Linked DNA regions of Mus musculus: region 1 is linked to region 2. The links are chromatin contacts, called in public HiChIP or PLAC-seq maps. All regions are on one chromosome and are shown on one strand. Each heading gives the region's core, a stretch centred on a gene start, on an enhancer-like site or on the middle of the called end of the contact. The rest is flanking DNA. Distances are from core to core; before and after follow the strand shown.

Region 1 (5,247 bases), core at 2,211-4,710, 250 kb after region 2:
CTCTTAAGCTACTATCTACAAGCTGGAGCCTCCATGCCCAGCCTGCCTTAGAATTCTTACATGTCACATTTAAAAAATAATTTTTAAAGACACTGATTTTGTTTTTGGGTTTTGTTTTGTTTTGTTTTTTGGATACAGGGCTTCTCTGTGTAGCACTGTGTCCTGGAACTCACTCTGTAGACCAAGCTGATCTCAAACTCGCAGCCAGCCACCTGCCTCTGCCTTCCGGAGGGCCGAGAGCGTGGGGGCGCCGAGAGCGTGGGGGCACTGAGAGCGTGGAGGCGTGCACCACCATGACTTGCAGAACGTTGGGGTTTGTTTTTTTTACATTTTTTAAGATTAAAATATCCTGAGTTCAAAAGTTACCTTCCTGCCAGGCTTGGTGGCGCACGCCTTTAATCCCAGTACTCGGGAGGCAGAGGCAGGTGGATTTCTGAGTTCGAGGCCAGCCTGGTCTACAAAGTGAGTTCCAGGACAGCCAGGGCTATACAGAGAAACCCTGTCTCTAAAAACCAAAAAAAAAAAAAAAAAAAAAAGTTACCTTCCTACCTCAGCCTCAGTCTGGCTGGGACTATCGGTGTGTACTAGCATGCCATGCAAAGGGATATTCTTATTGTCTTCTGTAATTCTGCCTCTTTACAACCATATTTAATACTCCCACCCCCATGATTGCTTAAAGTTGGTATGAGGGTAAATTCAAGTGTGTTCAAACAAAAACCTTCCCCAAGAGAGTTTCCCTAAAAATCTTTCTTGAACTTCACCCTACAAAAATCACCCTAACAGTAAAAAAAAGATGAAACTTTTCCCACGTGGGGCAAATGTCCCTACAGCCAAATGTCAGAAGTGCCATTCACAAGTCTCAGGACCGTCCTTTACAACGTGAATGTCCCCAGAGAGTTTAACACAGTGTCAGCTCATGAGAGATCAGCAGTAGTCACACCCATAAAAATTAGACTTGAAAGATGTTTCTACTTAAGTGTACAGGGTTCGGCAGAATACAATTTGTCGGGCCACACCTGGTCTTGGTTTTAGAATCTCTGAGCGCCTGTTTTTGTTAATAAAGTTTTATTGGAATGCTACCACCGTCATTCACTCACTCACAGTGTAAGGCTGCTTTTTCCTCCTACAGAAGAAGTACGATGACCCCTGGCGCAGGGTCACCATGTGACCGAGAGATAAAACACTTTCCAAATCCTGCTTCTTGTTTCCTTCCACGTGATGCCTATGTGCTCCGGTAAGGTTCAGATCCAGGGCAAACCTGGCGACCCGAGCAGGTTCCTAACCAATCACAGCTGTTTCCTCTTACAGCCAATGAGCTCGTTACAAAGGAAATTTCTTTGGAAATTTATTCAGGTGCTTTTCTCTTTTGTATTTTCTTCTGGTTTCCCCTCTCCCCAGCCAGATGCATTTATGAAGTTAAAAGATAATGGAAATTGCCAAAACAGGAAGGCAAGGGGGGAGGAAATGGTTAATATTTTGTTTCTGATTCCCCAAATAAAAAGTTCTAGCTTTTAAAATTCTATAATAAACAAGAATAGCCATCTGCTGAATTAAAAAGAGAAGTTCTAGTAAGACTAGTTTCTTAAATATTATTTATTCTATAATTAAAACTTTTATTTTTCTTACTACTCCCAGCCCCCCACCCCCACCCGCTTGCCACAGCTTGGAGGAACTGCTTTGGCTGTCTATCAAGGGCCTAACGTGCATTGTCATGCTTGATTGGATCCTCTGACCCATCCACTTCACTGTTCCAAGACAATATTTTTGATGGGTTTTATCGCTAAAGAGGATTTTCAAGTTTCTCTATCTCTCCCTTTGAGTTATTATCCTAGAATTCCACAGAAGATGATGAGACAAAGACAAAAGAGCTGGGCTTCCCTTTGTCATCCTCAATTATGAGGGAAAGAAGGCAGAGGAAGGGAGAGCAGGCCTCGGGAGTGTGGAAGTGTCTCCTCTTTAAACTAAATGTGTGCTTTATGGAGATCCAGATTTCTGGGGTTCGAATCTTGGGTCAACCCTGAGCTCCTGCTTTGCCTCCTGGGCTTCAGTTTCTTCTGCTATAAAACAGTGGTAAGAATGGAAAGGAACTTCCAGAATGATTACGAAGAGCAGTGTATGCTAAGCACTGAGGATAGCGCCTATCAGACAGAATAGTGAACCTCTCCCACAGCCCTTATGTTGAAGATTTGGTCATCACCATGCTAATGGGAAGCAGTGGGGGTGGGTGGGAGCCAGCGGGAGGAAGCTAGGTTATTGGAGGGCCGGCTCTTGAAGGGGTATTAGAACCCTTCCTTCCCTCTCCCTTTTTCCATTTACTCCCTGCTGCCAGGAGGTGAACAGACTTCCTCTGTAACACATTCTTACATGATTTAGGCCTGCTGCTACCCACTCCAAAGAGCAGGGCCTGCCAACCAAGAACTGAAATCTCTGTACCCATGAACCAAAGGTGGATTGATTGTCCTAAGGATGTTGTCACGGTGACAGAAAGCTGACTGACACATATATAGCTGTGGGAGGTAGGGCATGATGGGTAATCTTGTTCACTTGACATAATTCTCAGGCATCATCTAACCCCACCCCCTCTCCTTTTCCCATGTGAGACTGGTAAGAATAAATGCCCAGCTCTGCCCTGCCCCATTCCCACCTCCCATTACCCTGAATGGAAATTCTCCCTGGCAGCCATCGTCTACCACACTCACAGACTCCCACCACAGCAGTTTGGATCTAAAACAGGTCTAGGAACAAGACAGAAGTGTTTTAGGTTCTAAGGTAAACAGAAGAAATAATCAGTTTCCAAAAAAAAAAAAAAAGTCTGACTGTCCTAGCTCTCTTTTATAAGTGAGGGGAATGCTGCTGGCCTGGTCAAGAGGATTTGAAGGTGCAGCGTCCCCTGTGCTCTCAAAGCTCTGTCCTGCTCAGAGAAGACGAAGGTACCAATTTGTATTACTGACCTTGTAGCTTTGCATCCTACCTGGTAAGCTACTCCCTCCTCTCTCCCTCTCTTAGGAACGGAGGGTACAAACAGAACGAGGGAGAGGAAGGGAGAAACCTCTGAACCTCATGTCTTGGGATTGGGCTGAAGCCATCCCACGATTGGTGACCTGACACCCTACTCTGAGCAACTAGTGTGCTGTGTGAAAACCCCGTTAGAGCTGTCCTCCGATTTCCTTGGTAAACATGCAGAATTATGTTTTCAGTAGCAAACCTAACTGCCTCAAAGCAGGCAGGCGCCAGTCACCTCAGATGGCCTGGCTGGGATTCGAGGGACAACTCAAAAGGCCACCTCTCAATATGCCACATGCGGGGCAGACACTCGCACACGTGTGCACCTCCCCCCAGGGGTTGAGGCCAAGCCAAGCATCCCACATCCACGGATGAATAGCTGGTCTGTCTTGCAGCAGCGCTTTCTCCCACCTCAGAAGAGCCATAAGCCCAGACTGCCCAGCTGAAAAATCCACGCAAACTGCAGACACTCGGAGGGTGGCGAGTGGCCCCAGGGCAGCAAGATGGAGTCAGACCGAGAAACCATCCACCTTCAAGTAAGTTCTGTGGGAAGCCAAGAGGGGTGGGGGGATCCTGGGAGCGGTTGTGAAGGTGGCATTGATAGCCATCCCAACCTCTACTCTCTCTCTCTTCCTCACCCCCTTCTCTGAACACACTGGCCTTTGCTCTTTAGTCCCATTTTGATACCCCTGGCTGGTTCCTCACATGTTGTTAGACGTGAAATTTCAATTCCTCTCAGCCTCTGCTTCCTCTAGTCAAAGAGCTAATAAGATCTGTGTTATCAGAAAATGATTTCATATTCTGTGCAGTGCTTTCCTCCAAGCCCTGGCACAGTGACTGCTACATGAGAGCTGCCCGGCTGGCTGTCCTCTTAGAGACAAGAAAATACAAAGCTGGGGTTTTAGAGAGAGTAAGAGAGGCAAGTGGCCAACTCTATATTTTTATAGGTTGGAAAAACCTAAACTTTTCTGAGACCTGAGTCTATAAGGCTCTCTTGTGTGGGACAGACAGTGTCTCATTCAGGCAACAGCAGCATGAAGTAGGCAACCACGTACTAGGAAGATAGTCAGGTGTCCTGCCCTTGGTGTTACAGGCCTGGAAGGCACTAGAAAAAATGGAAGGTTCTAGCAAGGGCAGAGAGCCAATCAGACAGAGTAGCATCAGCTGTAAATTGCATGTTAACTTTTCCAAGAGTCAGACAATTAAACGGCAGAAAAGGACTTTCTAAAAAATCCTTTTTAGATTTATTTTTGTGTTTATGAGTATTTTGCCTGTATCTGTATCTACGCCACATGCATGCCTGGTACCTGTGGAGATCGGAGGACAGTGCTGGGTTTTTAGGAACTGGAATTACTTATGGTCATGAACCACCACGTGGTTGCTGCGAACTGATGGAAATTGAACCCAGACCCTCTCTGCAAGAGCAACAAGTGCCCTGAACCACTGAGCCATCTTTCTAGCCCCCAGGAAAGGACTTTTAAGATCAAGAATGTTTGATACCAAAACATGATCTTTAGACTAAACACAAGCTCCCAAACTAGTATATGCTTGACCTGAGCTGGAGAGATTGGTCGGCTTCCTGCTCTTGTGGAAGATGTGTGAGTTTGCCATTTTGGACACTCAGGGCCTCCCACAGGCTCAGCACACACTCTGTCTCTCTGCTGCATCCTCTCTACTTTTGGAATGCATTTAGAGCAGGTTTAGGTTCATAGTACACTTAAAGGAACAGGGAACTCCCGAAAAAACCCTGCCCTTACACATGCAAAGTACATTCCCCAACTAGAACCTACCGTCCCTCCATCAAAGTGTCCACTGTGAGTCAGCACAAATCCACCCGTTTCCACCCCTACAGTACCACAGTTACTTCCCCCACCAACCCATTTACCCTTCCCAGGCCCTGACAATCACCAATCAGGTCTCTTCCAGGTTTACCTGTTCTAGTACCATCATATCATTGAGATTAAACAAATTAGACTTTTCAGTTTGGCTTCCCTCACTTAGCAACCTAAGATTTCGCCATGTCTTGACTGCTTATTTGTTTGTGTATGTATCTGGGGGAGTTCATATATGTATGTGGTTGCATGTGCACACATATGTGAGTGCGCAGAGAGGACTGAGGGCTGAGGACAATCTGTGATGTCATTTCTCTGGTGCTGCTCACTTTTTCTTTGGAACAGGGTCTCTTAATGGCTAGCCAGTTGGGACATGCCTCTTTCCATCTCCTCAATGCTGGGACTCTAAGCA
Region 2 (5,510 bases), core at 1,818-4,317:
GAAGTTAAGGTTAAGGCCAGGCACGGTGGCACATACTTTAGTCCCAGCACTTGGGAGGCAAAGGCAGGAGGATCTGAGTTCAAAGCCAACCTAATCTACAGAGCTAGTTCCAGGACAGCCAGTGCTATTCAGAGACACCTTGTCTTGAAAAGGAAAACAACCTAAGCTTAAGCAGCAATATGCCTTACACTACACAATGGCAAGGCCAGGACTGGACACTCACACTCCAAAACACGGAGAACCTCAAGCACCATACAATTCAATTATACTCCACATAATCATGGCCCATCGCTCTCAAAATAGCCGATGACTTATTTGATTCCCTATAGCACTGTGTTCCCTGCTTTCTCCATCAGTGTTTCTGATACCTTATACAAAAATGCATTCAACAACTCCCATCCTCCTTCCTACAAAGTGTAAACAGCATAAAACGGCTGTTTCTCTGAGAACCTTCACTTTTAAATTTCTAGTTTGAAGCTGAATTACAAGACTGACATAGTACTCTATGACTTTAGCAATGAAGAAAAACTTCAGTGGACTCAACAAGTATAGCACAGGGAATAAGAGGCAAATCACCTTAATTTAAAAAAACAAACAAAAAGACAATTCTACACTGTAGCTCAGTAAGAGCTGGAACTCACTTTGTAGCCCAGGCTAGCTTCAAACTCAAGGCAATCTCAGCCTCCTAAGCTGGAATTACAGGTGTGAGCCACCACATTTGCTACAAGACATTTAAGATTTATTTTATGCTCAGTTATAGGAAGGATGGAGAGTGTGAATGACGTGAATGAGTGCAGGTGCCTGAGGAGCCCAAAAGTGGAAGTCAGATCATCAGACTATAAATTGATCTATACACTTTATCAATTAACTATCTTTGCCTCCGTTTCCTACCAATCTCTCTACAGGTAGTTATTTTTTCTGGTAGATGAAAGTCTGTTCATGAAGTTAGCATGAAAAACAGTCAGTTGGAGAACTACTGAACCTAACCTATGTGTTTCTCTCTTGAGTTACAGAAAAGCACTCCCCTGGACACTTCCCCAAGTAAATTAGGTAAGTGTTAGGAAAGTTGCTGTTTAAATTTGATTTTATAGCAGTTTCTCTTCTTTTATAAGTGAACTACTGAGTGCTGTGCCTCTCATTATATTACAATATATATCCATCAAATGGCCTATTTTCTTAACAAGAAATATTTTGTCATAAATGATAAGGCACGTGACTACAATAATCTAATAGAAAACAAGAATCCAAAAAAGACTTAGGTTTATTGTGGTAAAGAGTAAAATGCTGATGGACACTGTTCGCCTTAGTAATGTCTCCCAACAACGTACGATACATGTTCCCACAGGGTACCAGAACATTGTAAAATCCCTTGACTCTGACAATATTCCTTAGAAATGGAGGTACTTACGTAAAGAACAATTTCTATTTCATTTTTTAATATTTAGTAAAGACTGAAATAAAGCCAGGTGTGGTGGCACATGCCATTAACTCTAGCACTTGGGAGACAGAAGCAGGCCAGCCTGGTGGGCAGAGCGAGTTCTAAGATAGCCAGGGCTACACTGAGAAATCAGGTCTCGGAAAACAACAAAACCAAAGAAAAAGGGGGGGGGGGGGAGACAACAGTAAGTACACCTGAAAATAAAAAAATAAAATCGATCTTCAAGAAAGCCAGATCATGTCTAATCTCACACTTGGAAGGCTGAGACAGAAGAAGAATCGGAAAAATAGGGACATCCAGATAACTCAACAGAAAAAAGTGCTTATGTCACAAGTCTAATAACCAAAGTTTGATCCCAGCCATCCACAGTGGGAGAACCAAGTCCCAAAAGCTTTGACCTTTGACCTCAAAGAGGGAGGGAGTAATCTATCGTGTGTATGCCAGGCACACACACATAATGATTAAATAAACGCAAAATGTATCAAGGTCTATTGAAAAACAAGATGTAAGAGACAGTTGCACTTTAAACGCTTAAGCAATTTCATACAGTCATCTCCAACAGAACTGTTCACAGTTCGCTCAAAGCAATCAGCCACAACCACCTGCAACTATTACTCTGAGTCCAGGGCCTTTTCTTAACGGGTCAACTCAAAAATGAAAAATGGTACAAAGAGATCAAGCACAGGAGAGGGGGTTGAGGGGGGCAAGGAAAAGAAAAGGCTGATAGCACTTTTGAGGGGCTAAGAGTAATGAGACTCACTCCTTCATGGTTGGTTGCTATAGAATGAAGTTGTCTAAACACCAACATCTTCCTTCTTGTGTGTAAAAACCTCACTCACTCGCGCTCCCAATTTACCAACCCCAAGTCAACGCAAAGGGATTCTCTTCCCTCAGCGAATTCTACTCATCTGACCAAGAAAAGAACCAAAACCCTAGAGTGGCAATGTGAGATCTGCTGCAGTAGCCCCTCCAGCTACCTCCAAGGCGACATCCATGCCTCATTTTCCATCTGAAATACAACCTTTCCTCTTCTATCTAACCAGGTTCAAAATAATAAGATCATCTTAAACATTTTACATCCGATCCACCTTGGCCGCACCCCAACTCCAGGGCTCCCCAATAGCCCCACATCATGCCTCCCACCCTCGGCTCTCGGTGGGCCAGAAGCCCCCCACCTCCCACCTCCAGCAGCGATCCTTACCGCCAGCGCCTTCGCTCCCGCCCAATCCGGGAGCTCCGCAGGGCGCGGCCGCCGGTGGGCTCGGGTGCGCTGGGGCGGGGTCCGCCCTCCCGACCTCCCCATCCTCCTCCCCACCCCCGGCCCAAAAAGGAGGGGGAGGGGTCCCCAAGCCTCACCTACAGCTCCGCCCCTCCCCAGGGGCGCTCTGCCCTGCCCAGCCAGGGCCGGGAGCGCCGAGCCGGGTAGGAAACGACAAATGCCTCGGCGCCTGCGACCTCTGGGCAGATCGAGGTTCCGCCTGACGAGCGAGCCGCTGCCGACGCGGCCGCCTTACTCTCCTCAGGGCCGCCGCTGCTGCTGCGGTTGCTGCTACTGCTTCCCGGACAGCCTGCCGCCGACACTACCACAGCCGCCGCCGCCGCCGCCACCGCCACAGCACGACCGGCGCCCGCGACGTCACCACGCCCCGCCCCCCGCGCACACCTAGCCCCACCCCCTGTCGCCCGCGCGGCGCCCTCGCCCCGCCTCCCGCTCTCCCGGGCCGCTGGGCTTTCCCTCGTCCCACTGGGAAGCGCCCCGCTACGCCGCTCCACGGGACCGCGCGCCAGGATCGACAAGTGCGGCGCTCCGAGGCCGCGAAGGTAACTGGGTGCCGAGGCAGGGTTGCGCCACACGTAGCGCCGCCCCTCACACACACACCCACACCCACACCCACGGCCGAGCGTCCACCGGGAGCCCGGGCCGCGATATTGAGCGAGGAAGGTGCGGACGAGGAGGGGCGGCGTTTGTCTCCTCCTGCTTGCCGTAGGACGTGGACTGCTGGAAGCCCCAGGAGTGGAGTGGCCTTTCCCAAACCTGGAGTCGCCCCGCCCCTTCCTTGGCAAGCCCGTTACCCGAACCCTGGGACGGCCGCCACCTTAGGAAATAAATAGCTCAGGGCTTGTCATTAGAGCCACGGCTGCCTGGACACCCTTTGTCCAAGAGAAGTTAGCTTCTCTCACCCTTGGCTTTTGCGCTGTGAGGCTGTGGAAGGCAATAATACTCTTGAGTCATCTGGGCTGTCCAAGCGGTCATGGCAAAAGACCCTCGCCTCAGTAGGTGGCTTTTTTTGCAAGGATCATTCCAGGGAGGAAGAGTGTGGGCGGAACCTGATGTCCACATGCAGTGTACTGTGCCAAATGCTTCACCGCGTTACCTTTTTTATTTAGCCCTCACACCAAGCAAGGCGAACTACAAAGCAGCTGCTACCTTATTTTAGACAGCCCAGTTTTCTGCTGCTGAATTTCAACCTTTGCCTTTTGTCAAGAGCAAGCCAAAAAAAAAAAAAAAAAAAAAATACGGAGGTGGGGGCAACACATAGTTACTAATCTTAAAAATGTAGATAAGCTATCTCTAAGCCGAAAATCCAAGGGTGGTGTGAATTACACTCATCCCCATACTCACAGCGCTTATTAAGCTAATTTGAAATGCCTTTGAGATGAGAGGAGCTAAGACTCACCGGTTTACTCATCCCTAACCTCCCACCATCATAATTAACCGGCTTACACTCTTCCTAATCCCATTAACATCTTCCCCCATCCTGTAGTATTCACGTTCATCCACCAAACTATATTTTGTCCTTTCCAGATTCTCTAATTGTTCCCTTCCAAAATGCACTTGGGTCATTACAGCTCCTTGGGCACACTAAACTGATTCCCCTTCAGTACATCTAACATATGACAGCCAATTGTTAGAGAGTGTGCAGCTAAACGGGACTATTCAGCAGCCAGAAAAGAATCTTCAAAGATTTCGTTTCTGGGGCTGGGAAGATGACTTAGTGGATACGAGCATTTGCTCTACAAGCAGGAGAACCTAAGTTTGAATCCCCAGCACCCACATAAAACCCAGGCATGGCTTCAAGTATCTGTAACACCAGCACTGCAGAAGGAGGACAGATTGATCCCAAAAGATGAGCTTCTGATGCAGTGAAAGACCCTGTCTCAAGGCAACAAGGCAGAGGGCAATAGAGGAAGACACCTGATGTCATACTCTGGTTCCTTACACACACACACAGAGAGAGAGAGAGAGAGAGAGAGAGAGAGAGAGAGAGAGAGAGAGAGAGAGAGAAATTGAGAAATTGAGATTTCATTTCTTAGATATCTAGGTACTCACCCATTCAAGCCATTCTTTATGGGCTGTTTTTCCAGATACTTCTCTGTATAATAAGTAAAGAGGCGCTTGCCTTGCTATAGGTGTATGTGTCTCTGTTGGGGGTTTTGTTTATCTGTTCGATGCATGGTCCAGGATGTCCTGGAATTCACAACAGTAGCTGGTCCAGTCTCCCTAATGATGAGATTGCAAGCAAGTGACACTACACCTGGCACTCCCCGGGGGATTTGTATGTGCTTGGCACCTGGTCCCCTTCCTCTTCTCCAGTTTCTCTCTTTTGGGATGAAAATATCTGTCCTGTGTATGTCCCAGCTTTGTATCCTGGAAGTGTGTAACTGGTCTGCTTCTTAGCTAGAGAGGATTTTGCCTCAGGATGACCCATCTCCAGTATCACTCATATATAGTTTAGATAATATAAAGACAGAATGTCTTTTATCTGAAATGCTGGGACCATTCTGTTTTTCAATTTGGGGGTGGGAGAAGATAAAAGGATACACTTAAGGAGGTATCGAGGACAGAACCCAATTCAAAACACAAAGTTAATTTATTTCATGTATATCTTTATCAGCAAATATATCCTGAAAGGCACTTAATGCAAGTTTTTTTGGTTGTTGGTTTGATTTGGATTTGGTTTTTCAAGACAGGGTTTCTCTGTGTAGACCTGGCTATCCTGGAACTCACTGTTGTAGACTGGGCTAGCCCTGAACCCAGAGATCAGTCTGACTCTGCCTCCCAAGTGCTAGG

The links. HiChIP or PLAC-seq counts read pairs in DNA pulled down with a chosen protein or histone mark.
Region 1: a contact with region 2 is called in an H3K27ac HiChIP or PLAC-seq map of embryonic stem cells, with 5 read pairs. The contact joins the promoter of Ninj2 here to the promoter of Erc1 in region 2. A contact is called at or near these places in 2 of 39 promoter capture datasets (fetal liver and hematopoietic stem and progenitor cells) and 3 of 115 datasets of contacts at active chromatin or transcription factors (embryonic stem cells and memory CD8 T cells).

Annotation. Positions count from the first base shown.
Region 1 is chr6:120,089,920-120,095,166 of GRCm38.p6, forward strand. It overlaps Ninj2 (ninjurin 2), which reads left to right and starts at 3,461. Exons shown (of 4, transcript NM_016718.2): 1 at 3,461-3,539. The coding sequence starts at 3,507.
Region 2 is chr6:119,845,083-119,850,592 of GRCm38.p6, forward strand. It overlaps Erc1 (ELKS/RAB6-interacting/CAST family member 1), which reads right to left and starts at 3,068. Exons shown (of 21, transcript NM_053204.2): 1 at 2,795-3,068. 3110021A11Rik (RIKEN cDNA 3110021A11 gene) reads left to right here and starts at 3,111. Exons shown (of 1, transcript NR_030776.1): 1 at 3,111-3,947.